2 separate regions of the Xenopus tropicalis genome follow, and region 1 is linked to region 2. A link is a contact called in public Hi-C data. All regions are on one chromosome and are shown on one strand. The core of a region is the stretch at or near the end of the contact, and the rest is flanking DNA. Distances in the headings are between cores, read along the strand shown.

What was found. Hi-C and Micro-C count contacts between places; a contact is called where the count stands out from the background.
Region 1: a contact with region 2 is called in a Hi-C map of gastrula embryo, with 2.5 times the contacts expected there. The contact joins the promoter of nkx2-4 here to the promoter of pax1 in region 2. A contact is called at or near these places in 3 of 5 Hi-C or Micro-C datasets (gastrula embryo, neurula embryo and tailbud embryo).

Annotation. Positions count from the first base shown.
Region 1 is chr5:36,253,104-36,259,352 of UCB_Xtro_10.0, reverse strand. It overlaps nkx2-4 (homeobox protein Nkx-2.4), which reads right to left and starts at 4,682. Exons shown (of 2, transcript XM_002939432.5): 1 at 3,946-4,682; 2 at 2,509-3,746. The coding sequence starts at 4,315. The coding sequence ends at 3,085.
Region 2 is chr5:36,063,596-36,069,614 of UCB_Xtro_10.0, reverse strand. It overlaps pax1 (paired box protein Pax-1), which reads left to right and starts at 3,953. Exons shown (of 5, transcript XM_002939437.5): 1 at 3,953-4,295; 2 at 4,722-5,345. The coding sequence starts at 4,292.

The DNA of each region.
Region 1 (6,249 bases), core at 3,433-5,932, 190 kb before region 2:
GCTTTATATTTTTGCGTTTAAAAGCACAATAGCGCGGCCCTACGTGTTACCCGTTATTGATTCGTTCTAACAATCCCAGGTTTAATTGCCCTGCGTTTGTATAACTGACACAGCAAGTTACTATACTGTATCAAAAATGTACATTGCGATGTGCAGTCCAAAACAGGCCAAACTCAGAATAACTGGTGCCCAGTTGCTATCTCACGCTGAATTCATAATACTTTATGAATACATAGATGCACACTGGGAATTTAAAAAGCTTATCCTTTATTCATCGAAATTAAAAACGAAACAGGTTAACGTTTTGGTCCCTAAAAGTCCTAGAAGGGGACAGAAACGCTGCCTGCTTTATTAAGTATTATTAATTAGAATGAATAAAGGATAAGCTTTTTAACCTTCCTTAAATTCCCAGTATGCATCTATTTTTTTGTGAAGAAGTATATGAATATAGACTTTTATACAAAAGACAAGACCTCATCTGCATCATTATTATTAATATATTAGGCACATTGAGACATTTTGTGCATTAACCTAAAAATGCTCTCCCCTTTAATGGTTGGTCTTTTATTGGCTACCATTGGGATCACCTACCTGACTGTAGCTGGGAATGAATATGTGTGTGTTTATATATAAAGGGGGCCTACATCACGTGATGTGCTAGTATTGCCCAGTAGCCTACACCAATGCCACCTACCCCAACTTCTATATTAATTCTAAATGCTATGCTTTGAATCTATTCGCTTTGTTCGCTACAGAAGCAGGCCCATTTACTTACTATCCCGACAGTAGGTGCCAATAGACACAAATCACCTTTGCAGGTCCTGTAATAGGACTTGCACTGGATCAAAAACCAGTCTTTGCAAGTAACTTTATAACATACCCAAGTGCAGTAAGAATCCTAGCACTGCTCCAGCTTTGTGTTCCATTAGCCTTAATGTAGCGCCCTGGGGCTACAGGTATATCCCAGTGTAACTCAGCGCTATTAATGATTTCTATTGGCGCTGGTTTATATTCATGTAGTAAGTAAACCCTCTGAGAATCCCTGCTACTCATCTTAGTAGGGGCGGGGAAGAACTACAGAGAGAAAATATATAGGTTAAACGTGTGTATTTGCGGCAATTCATCCCAAGTAAATTGTCTGAGAAGGGAGTAAGGAGAAAAGAAAAAAAACTTGGTACCTGCAAGTGGCCACATTCCTCCCTGCACTCGCCCCATCTTGCTGGAACTGGGGGGTAAACAATAGACAATTGGCCGCCTGGACACTGTAATATGTTCAGCCTTTGGGCTGCATTAGCGGGGTCTCTGGGACCCTGGTGAACTTTCAGATGGCTTTGTCCCTCTTAGGCCAAGTATTTTGTGCCTGGCTCTCTGGGAACGCTTATCCGCCTCTTCAGTTAATGAGTTTCACCTAGTCTGCACATTCGTATGCTTATTGCACATTTCCACTCTCCCTTGCTCTATAGCAACAGAGATCCCATAGTTCTATATGCACCCCCATACAGCCCTTACTGTGTCAGCTGGTCTTTCGGCCATTGACCCATTCTATTAAACACTGGCAGGGAAGGGGTCAATATTCCTTGTGATTAATGCAAGTATTCACTACCACAACGAGCTACACTCAAAGTAAATATATACATAAAACAGTAAAAGTATATATACATACACATTTTTTTCCAGCGCTAAGATATGATTTAAAGATTTGTTGCACTAGAAAACACGGTAGAGCATCTAATGAAATAACAATTATATTTGCAGTTAATAAAAGACACTTTGATCATATCTAGGGTCAAAATCTAATACAACAGGTGCCAAGCGCTAAGGGATCGATAATCGGCATCAATAATAACTAATTTCAATTTCGCAATGCCATTCTCAAGCAAATCTTTTATGTTGGACTCTAAATCTATGCTTAATAGAGACTTTGCATAAAGTAAGAAAAAAACTGTTATTGTAATATTTGTCCCTTTATTTTTTAAAACCATATTGGAAAATTATACGTATGTAGATAAATATCCAGTTGTCTGTTTACTGATATTTTATTTTCAGTTCTTTACCTAATAAGTCTAATAAATTATCTTCCAAACAAATGGCAGGGGCGGATAAAACCGTTATTATGAAACAAATGCTATTAATCAGGATTCTAATATAGAAAAACGCAGAACTGAGGTTTACATTTAAGTAAAATAATTTAACCAATAAAAAAAAAAACACATTCGTTTTTAGAATCTTATTTTGTAATTTGCTTGAGTCTCTTTGCACAGAAAAACATAAAAAAAACATTAAAAATGATTTCAAGTCCCCTAACTAATGGCTACTATCTATCTGATTTTCTCCTAAAGATATAAAGGGAAGCTCTTTCTCTCGCACACCTGAATTATTTAGAAATGTATTTCAGAATTAGTTGCAAATAAAAATCCAGCTAAAAACTAAAGTTTGATATCCAGGTAATACTCATAATTTACCTAATAAATTATTGTGAAACACACATGGTAGCAGCTACTATTTAAGCATTTTTTGTGAATATTTTATTACACTTGCATCTCATGTTACTCCCCACCCAAATCGAATTCTGAAGAAAATAAATTCTACAAAAACTGTATGGAAATCACAATTCCGTTTTTCATTAAAAATAAAAAAAAAAAAACCCGAAAGCAAAAAAAAACAATTATCATTAAACACAGACCAACAACATAAGTTGGAATCAGTCCACTTAAACCGGGCTTTACCAGGTAAATGTTAATTTTGTTAAATAGGCATACCCCAGACAAAAAAAATATATAAAACGGATTTCCTTGTCCAAGTTTCGTTAAAAACGAGAGTTTTTGGGAGCGTCCTCCACCTACAAAGTAAAATCTGCCAAGTGCCGGCGGGCAGCCAATAACACCAGCGCTGAGCAGCAGTTCCACATTAGTTCTCTGTAGGTGCATCAAGGCATCCACCGCTGTCATTATAGGCAGTCCTGTAAACCAGGGGGGCACCATCCCCTTGCTAATGCGCAACAATGCCTGGGCACAAAAAGGCCATAGTGTTTATATCTGCTGTCCCTCACCTGTACATGGAGTTTAATTCAGAGCTGGTTTCCCCTTACCACGTTCTGCCGTAAAGCATGCTAGGATTGACCATCCCGTTGCTGTAGTCTACAGCTGAGGTGTCTATCTGTGCCATACTGGCAACCTGACTGTGAAGTGACTGTGGACTAGGTGACATTTCTTCTAATTCTGAAGCCTGGCTCAATGAGCCAACCTGTTGGTTCTGGTGCTGATGGACTGCGTTAGAAGAAGACAAGCCGCCAGTGGCGCCACTTTGTTGTTGGGTGACCTGCTGGTTGGGTGTGGATGTGTTGGAGCTGTTCTGACAAGGCTTGCCATCTTTCACCAAGACTGGTACCGCAACTCTGCGGGGGGATTGCTGTTGGCACAAATTGCTCTCCTGCTGGAGCTGCTGAGTGACCTTGTCCTTGGCTTGCCTCTTCATCTTGTACCTGTGGTTCTGGAACCAGATCTTGACTTGGGTGGGAGTGAGGTGGATCATGCTGGCCAGGTGCTCCCTCTCAGGGGCCGACAGGTACTTCTGCTGCTTAAACCTCCTCTCCAGTTCATAAACTTGAGCTTGAGAGAAGAGAACTCTCCTTTTCCTTCTGGGAGCAGCATGGAGAGGAGCCATAGACTTGGCCGCTTCTGCTATCCCTTGCAAGGTGCCCATGCCAGCCATATTCATACCGGTAGACGGTCCCATAAATCTAGAAACTGACACAAATGCAATTAGCGTGTTGGTACATTTAGTCTCCCCTCAAATTGGAGCTACATTAGCAGCACAAGGGCCCATAAGCTATACCGACTCCAGGAAAGAGAAACTCTACTCCATGGCGTACAGTGATTATTCTTTATTACAGAACAATTATACTCGATATAACTATAACCCCAAAACTCAACTTAGTCTACTTACTTGTTGAATATCTGGGATCTGTGTTGGCTCCATACCAGCCTGTTGCTGCTGCGCTATTTCTCATGGTGTCTTGATAGGAAGGGATGTCTCCCATGTTCCCAATGCCCCCATTGCAGTACCCTCCCATTGCGCCATGTGAGAACTGGGAGACACTGTGTGGCATGTGGTAGGTGGTGGTCACGGTGGCATTGTGGCCCATGCTGTGCTGCTGCATGCCAGTCTGGGAGACGTGTGTCTGTCTATAGGCTCCCAAAGGGCTGCTCAGGTTTCCAGTGCTTTCCATGCCACCAAATTTCTTGTAGGTCTCTTCAATGGGACTCAAGATGTCAGTCACTGAGAAGGGTGTAGTATGCTTTGGGCTCAACGACATGGTTCAGCGACCAAGCAGGTAAAAAGCTGATGAACTGATCAGCCCCTGTGTAGTGTCAGTTCTCTCTCCTGGTGGAGGGATACGTAAGAGAGTGCTTGGAGGACGCCTGAGATCCGATTGATCGCCTTGGAGAAGTAGGCGAGCCCTCAGCTCTCTTATCTCGGGTTATTTTAGCCTGTCGCCAGGTTTACAACAGGCACCCAAGTGGGAGGGAGTGGGGGGACCTGGGAGGAGCAACAGGAATCCAGCAAACAATGGTCATTCATTTGTTTCAAAGGTAATTGAGTAAAGATTCAGTGTGTCCTGATAGCAACCACAATCAGCCCCAAAGCACCAGTTTGTGCAACTTATGGAAGGTCAGGGTTAGCAACAGGAATCCCTGCAACTTTACTCAGGATTCCTAGGGCAGCGCAGACTTTTCTCTGTGAGGTGGACATTTCTCATTTCTAATTGCAATCCATGAATGGAGACAGTAGAGAGGTCATTGCAAGCACTAGATCATTGATTATTGAAGTATTGCATATTAAAGTATAGGTTGCACCAAGGGGACATCTTCACTGTAGGCTGGGCCCCCGGCCTGTCCCACACAGGAGGAAAGTGGCCCGCAGCACAAGTAAGTATGTCCCCATCTGTCTGCCACTGCCACTGTCACTGTCATGCACTCTCTATACTGTGCTTGTGTCTGCCATCATTCCTACAGCAGCTCCCACACTGCCATTATAATGCAGGGCGCTAAGGTACCTCATGTAGCAATGCTGACATTTGTTTGTAGTGTATTGTAGTGTGCATATCCTTCCTAAACAACCTGTCAGTCCATATGCATTTATAGAAATTAGGTCTCTTCCACAGTGTATAAAATGTAAGTAGATTTGCATTTAACTGAACTATTTCATAAGATATAATCGGTAAAAACATTGCCTTTACTTTATACAGTATATCTTTCCTGTATAATCTAAAAATCTACTTACATCCATTTATAACGTTTTTATGTGCCCAGGTCGGAAAATGGACTTTAATAATGTGTATCTCTCCTGTAAAATCTGTAAATACACTAACAGTTATAATGTACATCTCTTCTACAGTCTGTAAGGACACCGAGAATTATACTATATATCTATTATGTATTATCTGTAAATTAAAATGTATATCTCCTATATGATCTGTGAATACATTTATTTACACTCTATATCACTTCTATATGATCTGTAAGTAAACTCATTTTTATGCATATATCTCTCCTATATTATTTGTTTATGCAATAACATTTATTTATACCATATCTCTTCTATATATTGGAATCACATTACAATTTGTGCTGTGTATCTCTCTTATATAATCTGTATGTACAGTAACATTTATGCTGTATATCTCTCCTACATCATCTGTAAATACACTAGCATTAATAAAGTATATGTCTCCTCTATAATCTGCAAACACATTTATTGATAGTGGACACTACCTGTGTATGTAAGTACATTAACGTTTATTTATAGTGCATCTCTCTCCTGTATAAAATGAAAGTGCACTTTAATGTATTAGAGAACATGGCTCATTATGCAGTATATACAATACAATTGTTGTTATATATGGCGCATATCTCTCATTTACCTTCCAGTTATGTATAACGTATATAACGTACAATGTTTATGTTATTATGATGCATTCGCATACATATGGTCTAAGAACACACTAATGTATACATACTTTATCTAGCTCATATAGATATGTTTAATTAAAAATCCATGTAATATGTTAAGAATTCCTAGCTGCAGTAATAAAGTATGTAGCTCACAGTTAAATATAAATACACACATTTATTTATAACAGATAAAATAGATTATCTGTTAACATATCTATTAGTGATATACATGAAACACACATAATATTACATATATTTAATATATAAGTACACTTTCAATGACTCAGGATCAGTA
Region 2 (6,019 bases), core at 2,704-5,203:
ATGAAGTGGAGGCAGATGTGCGGATATTTAACAGAGTGATGATTTCTTTGGTTAACCCTTGAGGTTCCAGAATAGATGAGTTGACAAAGTTTCCGGGTGCCAGGCAGGGGCACACAGACTAGTTCTCTTTCCTCCATATTAGGGGTTGCTCTCTGTTAAAGATGTAAGAGGTGATGGAAAACATATATGTTCTCTAAATAACATGGGAGTCGAGGCGCAGTTCTGAAAATCTGATTAGCGTTCTTGAATGCAGGGCTGCCGCAGTGATTTATCGCTTTAATAAGCCGCGATGAATTCAGGCCACAGCCAGTAATAAGCGCTGCGATCTCTAGGGAGGCAGCGCCGGGCTGGGGCTTGTTTCATGTGTTGCCGGCACATTGTTGTGCTTAGGCGACTGCAGCAATCGCATTTCTATGTACAGTACGAGCTATCTGCAGTCAGCTTGGCTGCCTTACTTGGAGTCGGTCAGGACTCAATAGGTACTTAGCTTGGAAGTCATATGTGGCCATATATAGTGAGCTGAGCATCACTTATTCTCTCACCTGTTCTTTGAGATTGCTATGAGATAGGCCTGTCTGCTAGTATCTGTCTATCTATCTATCTATCTATCTATCTATCTATCTATCTATCTATATATCTATCTATCATCTATCCATCTATCTATCTATCTATCATCTATATCTATCTATCTATCTATCTATCTATCTATCTATCTATCTATCTATCATCTATCTATCTATCTATCTATCTATTATCTATCTATCATCTATCTATCTATCTATCTATCATCATCTATCATCTATTTATCTATCATCTATCTACTATCTTTCTTTCTAGCTATTATCTATAAATCTATCTATCTATATCTATCTATGATCTATCTATCTCTCTATCACACTATCTATATTTCTAGCTAGTTTCTATCTATCATCTGTCTGTCTATCTATCTATCTATCTATCTATCTATCTATCTATCTATTTAACTAACTATCTATATTTCTAGCTAGTTTCCATCTATCATTTATCTATCTATCTATCTATCTATCTATCATCTATCTATCTATCTATCTATCTATCTATCTGTGTTTCTTTCTTTCTTGCTATTATCTATCATCTATCTATCTATCTATCTATCTATCTATCTATCTATCTATCATCTGTCTATCTATCATCTGTCTATCTATCTATCTATCTATCTATCTATCTATCTATCTATATCTATCTGTCTATCATCTATATATTATCTATCTAGCTAGTTTCCATCTATCATCTATCTATCTATTTATCTATCTCTCTATCTATCTATCTATCTATCTATCTATCTATCTATCTATCTATCTATATATCTTTCTTTCTTTCTTTCTTGCTATTATCTATCTATATATCTATCATCTATCTTTATATGTAATATACACTGCCTGGCCAACTTATTTTTCTGCCTCTATGTTTTCTCTGTCAGTCTGCTCTCTTACCTGTCTGTCTGTATGTCTGCCTGTTCCCTTTCCCATATTTGCATGGATCTGCGTAGAGCTAAAATGCAGTGGGCTAAGTGCAAGGTCAACACTGATTTTGCTTTTCTGTAGGCGCAGTTAAATGGTTAATTCGGCTGGAAGTTACACGCAGAGCCCTGCGCAAACAAACCTATGTATATAGGCAGTACATAGCATATATAACTTTTCTGAGAAGTCCCCTTGTAGGTACACACGGAATAGGTGCGGTTCATTACATCGGTTATTATATAAAACTCACTTATTATTTCCAGGCCAGACACCTGCCCAACCTCTGCAGAGACATCATCTGTATTAGAAACATGTGGCCCTTTAACTAGGCTGCTAGGTTATAGCGCTCTGGTTGTAAGTATCGCCCCTTCCCCAAGTTGCATCAGTTATTTCTGGATAAAATGTAATTCACTATACGTTTCCTGAGACCCTGAATAACATTACAGTGTATCAGCTGCCTCTTTATTAAAACCTCTTTATTTGCTTCCTTATTTACTGGAAACACCTATCAGAACCACATTTTAATCTGTACTGGTTTGTTCTAATCACGAAGAAACATAAATACCATATCTTTCTCTTTCCCTCTGTATATCTCTCCCTCTCTTTGTCTTTCCGTCTCCCTTACCAGCTGTCTCCCTCTTTCTTTCTTTCCTTCTTTCTCTTTGCCCCTCTTTCTCACTCTTTTCCTCCAGATATATATTCTCTCTCTCTCTGTCTCTTTCCCTTTCTCTATTTCTCCCTCTATCTCTGTCACTTTCTCTCTTTTTCCCACAACAACCAAGACATAAATAAGGTGCTACCTAGAAAGGTATGGATCTCGTGTAGAGAAATTACTTTATTACAGAAATGATAAAGTATTTTTCTGCCACAACCATCATTATAAATAATCATTACATTTGATTACAGTATTTAGTATTGTAAAGGTTCTCTGAATTAGAATCGTAACGCTCATTTTAATAACTTGGAGGCATTGGATCGTCGGAGAGTAACAGCAGGAATAATTCCCAAATCACAGGAACCTTTCCTCTCCCTGTAGAAGATGTTAAGAATTACCTGCTGGCAATTCAGAATTGTCCAGGCACTGTGCATGCTGTCTATAATGCATTGTAATTGTCGGAAAAAAATTAAAAAACGTGACATGATACATAAAAAAACAAGAAAGAAATGAAAACAAAAAGAAAGATCCAAAATACTCCTACATTAAAAGAAGAGAGGTGAATGAAAAATATATTTGAACGCTGTGTTTTCAACCATTAAACTGAAATGGCTAAAAATAATGTTACGGGTAACAAGAATGAATAATTGAAAGGGTAACAAATTATATCGCTTTGTTTTGCGTGTGTAAAGAGTTAACCCATGTGTGTTATTAATAGTACATCTAACATTGCTCAGCTCAAATTGTATCAAGACAACAACTACAGAAATAATAGAAATAACAGCACTTGGAACCAAAACCATTTGACAATAAATGCTAGAAAGGAATACATATATATAATTTCTGGCTTATTGTATATTCTGTATTCTGTGTATAAAACTCCAACCCATCGAGGTTGCTGAGGGGATGCAGAGAGTGTATTAGATTAACCTACACATGCATTAATTAATATAATGGCCTGTCTGTGACTTTTGGTGTACTTCCTAGTAAAATGTTGGCGTTTGTGGCACTAAGCAGGGTATTAAATTTAAAAGGATCCTGAAAGAGAGACACTAAGCTAATCTGTCCCCCTCCCAACACACTCACACTTGCTACCTGATCTCTTCAAACATCCTATTTGCCTCATTTGTAACCCAAGGATGGCAGGCTCTTGGCTTGTATGGGCTGGGGCAGTGGGAAAGGCTACATCCATATGCATACATATATAATATATATATATATATATATATATATATATATACACACACACACACACACACACACACATATATATATATATATATACATCTGGTTTCAGCAGGTGGCACCCTGTTAATCTATGCCATTTTTAATTTCCCTCGTTATTAAAAAAAAATCAATTTCTGTGTATTCAAGTAAATTTCATGTTGGCTTCCAGGTGATCATTTGGTTTTTGGGCCAAGTCAGTGCAACTTGTACATTTCGAAAGAAAAAAAATATATATATATACATTTATAGAGATAAAAATATTATTTGTATTCAACGTTTCGGTTGAAACTATCCTGTCAGAGCTCAGTAGAAGGGAGTTTGCTGTGTTGTAGAAGTCCCCAATAGTCCCGGGGAAGTGCTTAGAATAAGTCGGTAGGTGTGTGAATATGGGTAGAAATTAAAGATGAATTGAAAAGAACAAATGATGGATGGGCCTGCCACAGAGCTAGAGAAAGCCATCAAAGCTGGTAGCCAGAGTTGTTTTAGTGTGAGTGCAGGGAGACATTCCAATGAGACAGATAGGGTTACAGCAGACCGGAATGGGTAAGTCGCACTGCACAGAAATCTCTGCCTATTTGGGATGACGGGAACCAATGAGATGTCACCAGTAGCGCCGCTGCCTGACCACCAAGATTGACGTGGAAGACACGTCAAATTGATCTTAACAAACTGCAAGCAGATAACTGAGAGCGATTTGCTCTGATCAGATAAAGATCGCCCTTGCGCTTTTGTGGTGCGACTACAGTTGTTCTGCCATCAAAAGGAAAACGCAGTATTGGGGGAAAGAGCCTCTTTAGCGCACGACCCTCCTCCTCATCTGGATCTCTGGAAAGGAACCTCCTCATCCCATGTATATCTGACTTGCTACATTTCTGCCGAGGAGCCTTGCAATTCCATACAGCCGCACGGAATGGGTAAGAGGCTTTATATAGTGTTATAGCAGATTGAGAGAGGATCGCTTTCGTTTTGCGCACACACAGTAATGGATGCATGTATATGGTACTGGGATTATAAGGGTCGGTGTAGCTCACATCCATAAACCTGCGATGTATTCGTGCAATGTCAGTCACTGTGTGCCTAGCGCTTACTGCCAGGGCTGTTCGTAGTTCAGCCGCTGATGGTATTATGTTAGTACATTCCGATTAGCCATTTTTACGCAGTGCTGTATAGGAATGTTTGCACTCAGCCAGTGTCTTTGCTGTAGAATGAGGCACAGGGGATGCAGTGAGCTGCCCAAGGCAGACAGGGCTCATAGAGGAATCAAACCCATGAGTCCCCAGGGACCATTTTCCTTCAGCTGCTTGCAGTTCAGCCTAATCATTTTGTTTCTCCTTCTACAGAACAAACCTACGGCGAAGTCAACCAGCTGGGAGGCGTGTTTGTCAATGGAAGACCCCTGCCCAACGCTATCAGGCTGCGGATCGTGGAGCTGGCCCAGCTGGGCATCAGGCCGTGTGATATTAGCCGGCAATTGCGAGTCTCTCATGGATGTGTCAGTAAGATCCTGGCGAGGTACAACGAGACCGGCTCCATCTTGCCCGGGGCAATTGGGGGCAGCAAGCCCAGAGTCACCACCCCTAACGTGGTGAAGCACATCAGGGAGTACAAACAGAGCGACCCGGGCATCTTCGCTTGGGAAATCAGAGACAGACTTCTGGCTGATAATGTGTGCGACAAGTACAATGTGCCCTCTGTCAGCTCCATCAGTAGGATATTAAGGAATAAAATTGGAAACCTCTCTCAGCCCAGTCAGTATGACAGCCCCAAGCAACCCGCATCCCAACCAACGTACAATCACCTGTATCAGTACCCCTACCCCAACCCCATCTCTCCTGGCTCTACCAAGGTGGGCAGCCATCACCCAGGGGTGCATATGCCTACGGGACATGTCAGCATTGCCAGGCAGTGGCCTTCGGCTCATTCTGTCAACAACATTCTGGGAATCCGCACCTTCATGGAACAAAGTAAGTTCGTGGGAACTTAGCGCAGTCTGGGTGCTAACAGGCTCTCCGCCAAGCGTAACCATTACCTGCTAGTCAGCAACCATTCCCTGCTGGGCTGCCTGCCTTCTCTAACCTGCTGTGTGTGTGTGCCTTTGTCATATACAGATGTGTATCAGCTTGTGTGTATGATTCCTTTGAGAGCTAATGTGCCAGTCATGCATTTCATTTGGGCCCCCTCTAACATACTGATCCTTGCAAAATGTACATTTTCAGGGAGATATATATATTATATGTGTATATATTATATATTATGCCCACTCAGTGCTAGGGTATTGAGCTTTTGAGCACCAATGGTGAAGACACACTGAGCTACTAGTAGCAGCTACTTGTCGTGGCTACTAAAATAGACAATGCTGATCATTTGCTGATAATTATCTTTATGTGTGTTTTAGCAGAGGAAATTCTAAGTATTGTCTATGGCAGGGTATTTTCTGGAGCTCAGTAGCTGTGACAAGTAGCTGCTACTAGTAGCTCCATGTGTCTTCACCCTAGAAAATATAAAAAAAACAAAAATGACATTTTGCCTAAGAAAAGAACATCTCATTCTAAGCAACTTTTCCAACATACATTCATTAAAAAAAATTCAGTGGCTATAAAGGTATTTGTAAGGGATCTGTATGTAGCTTTCTATATGC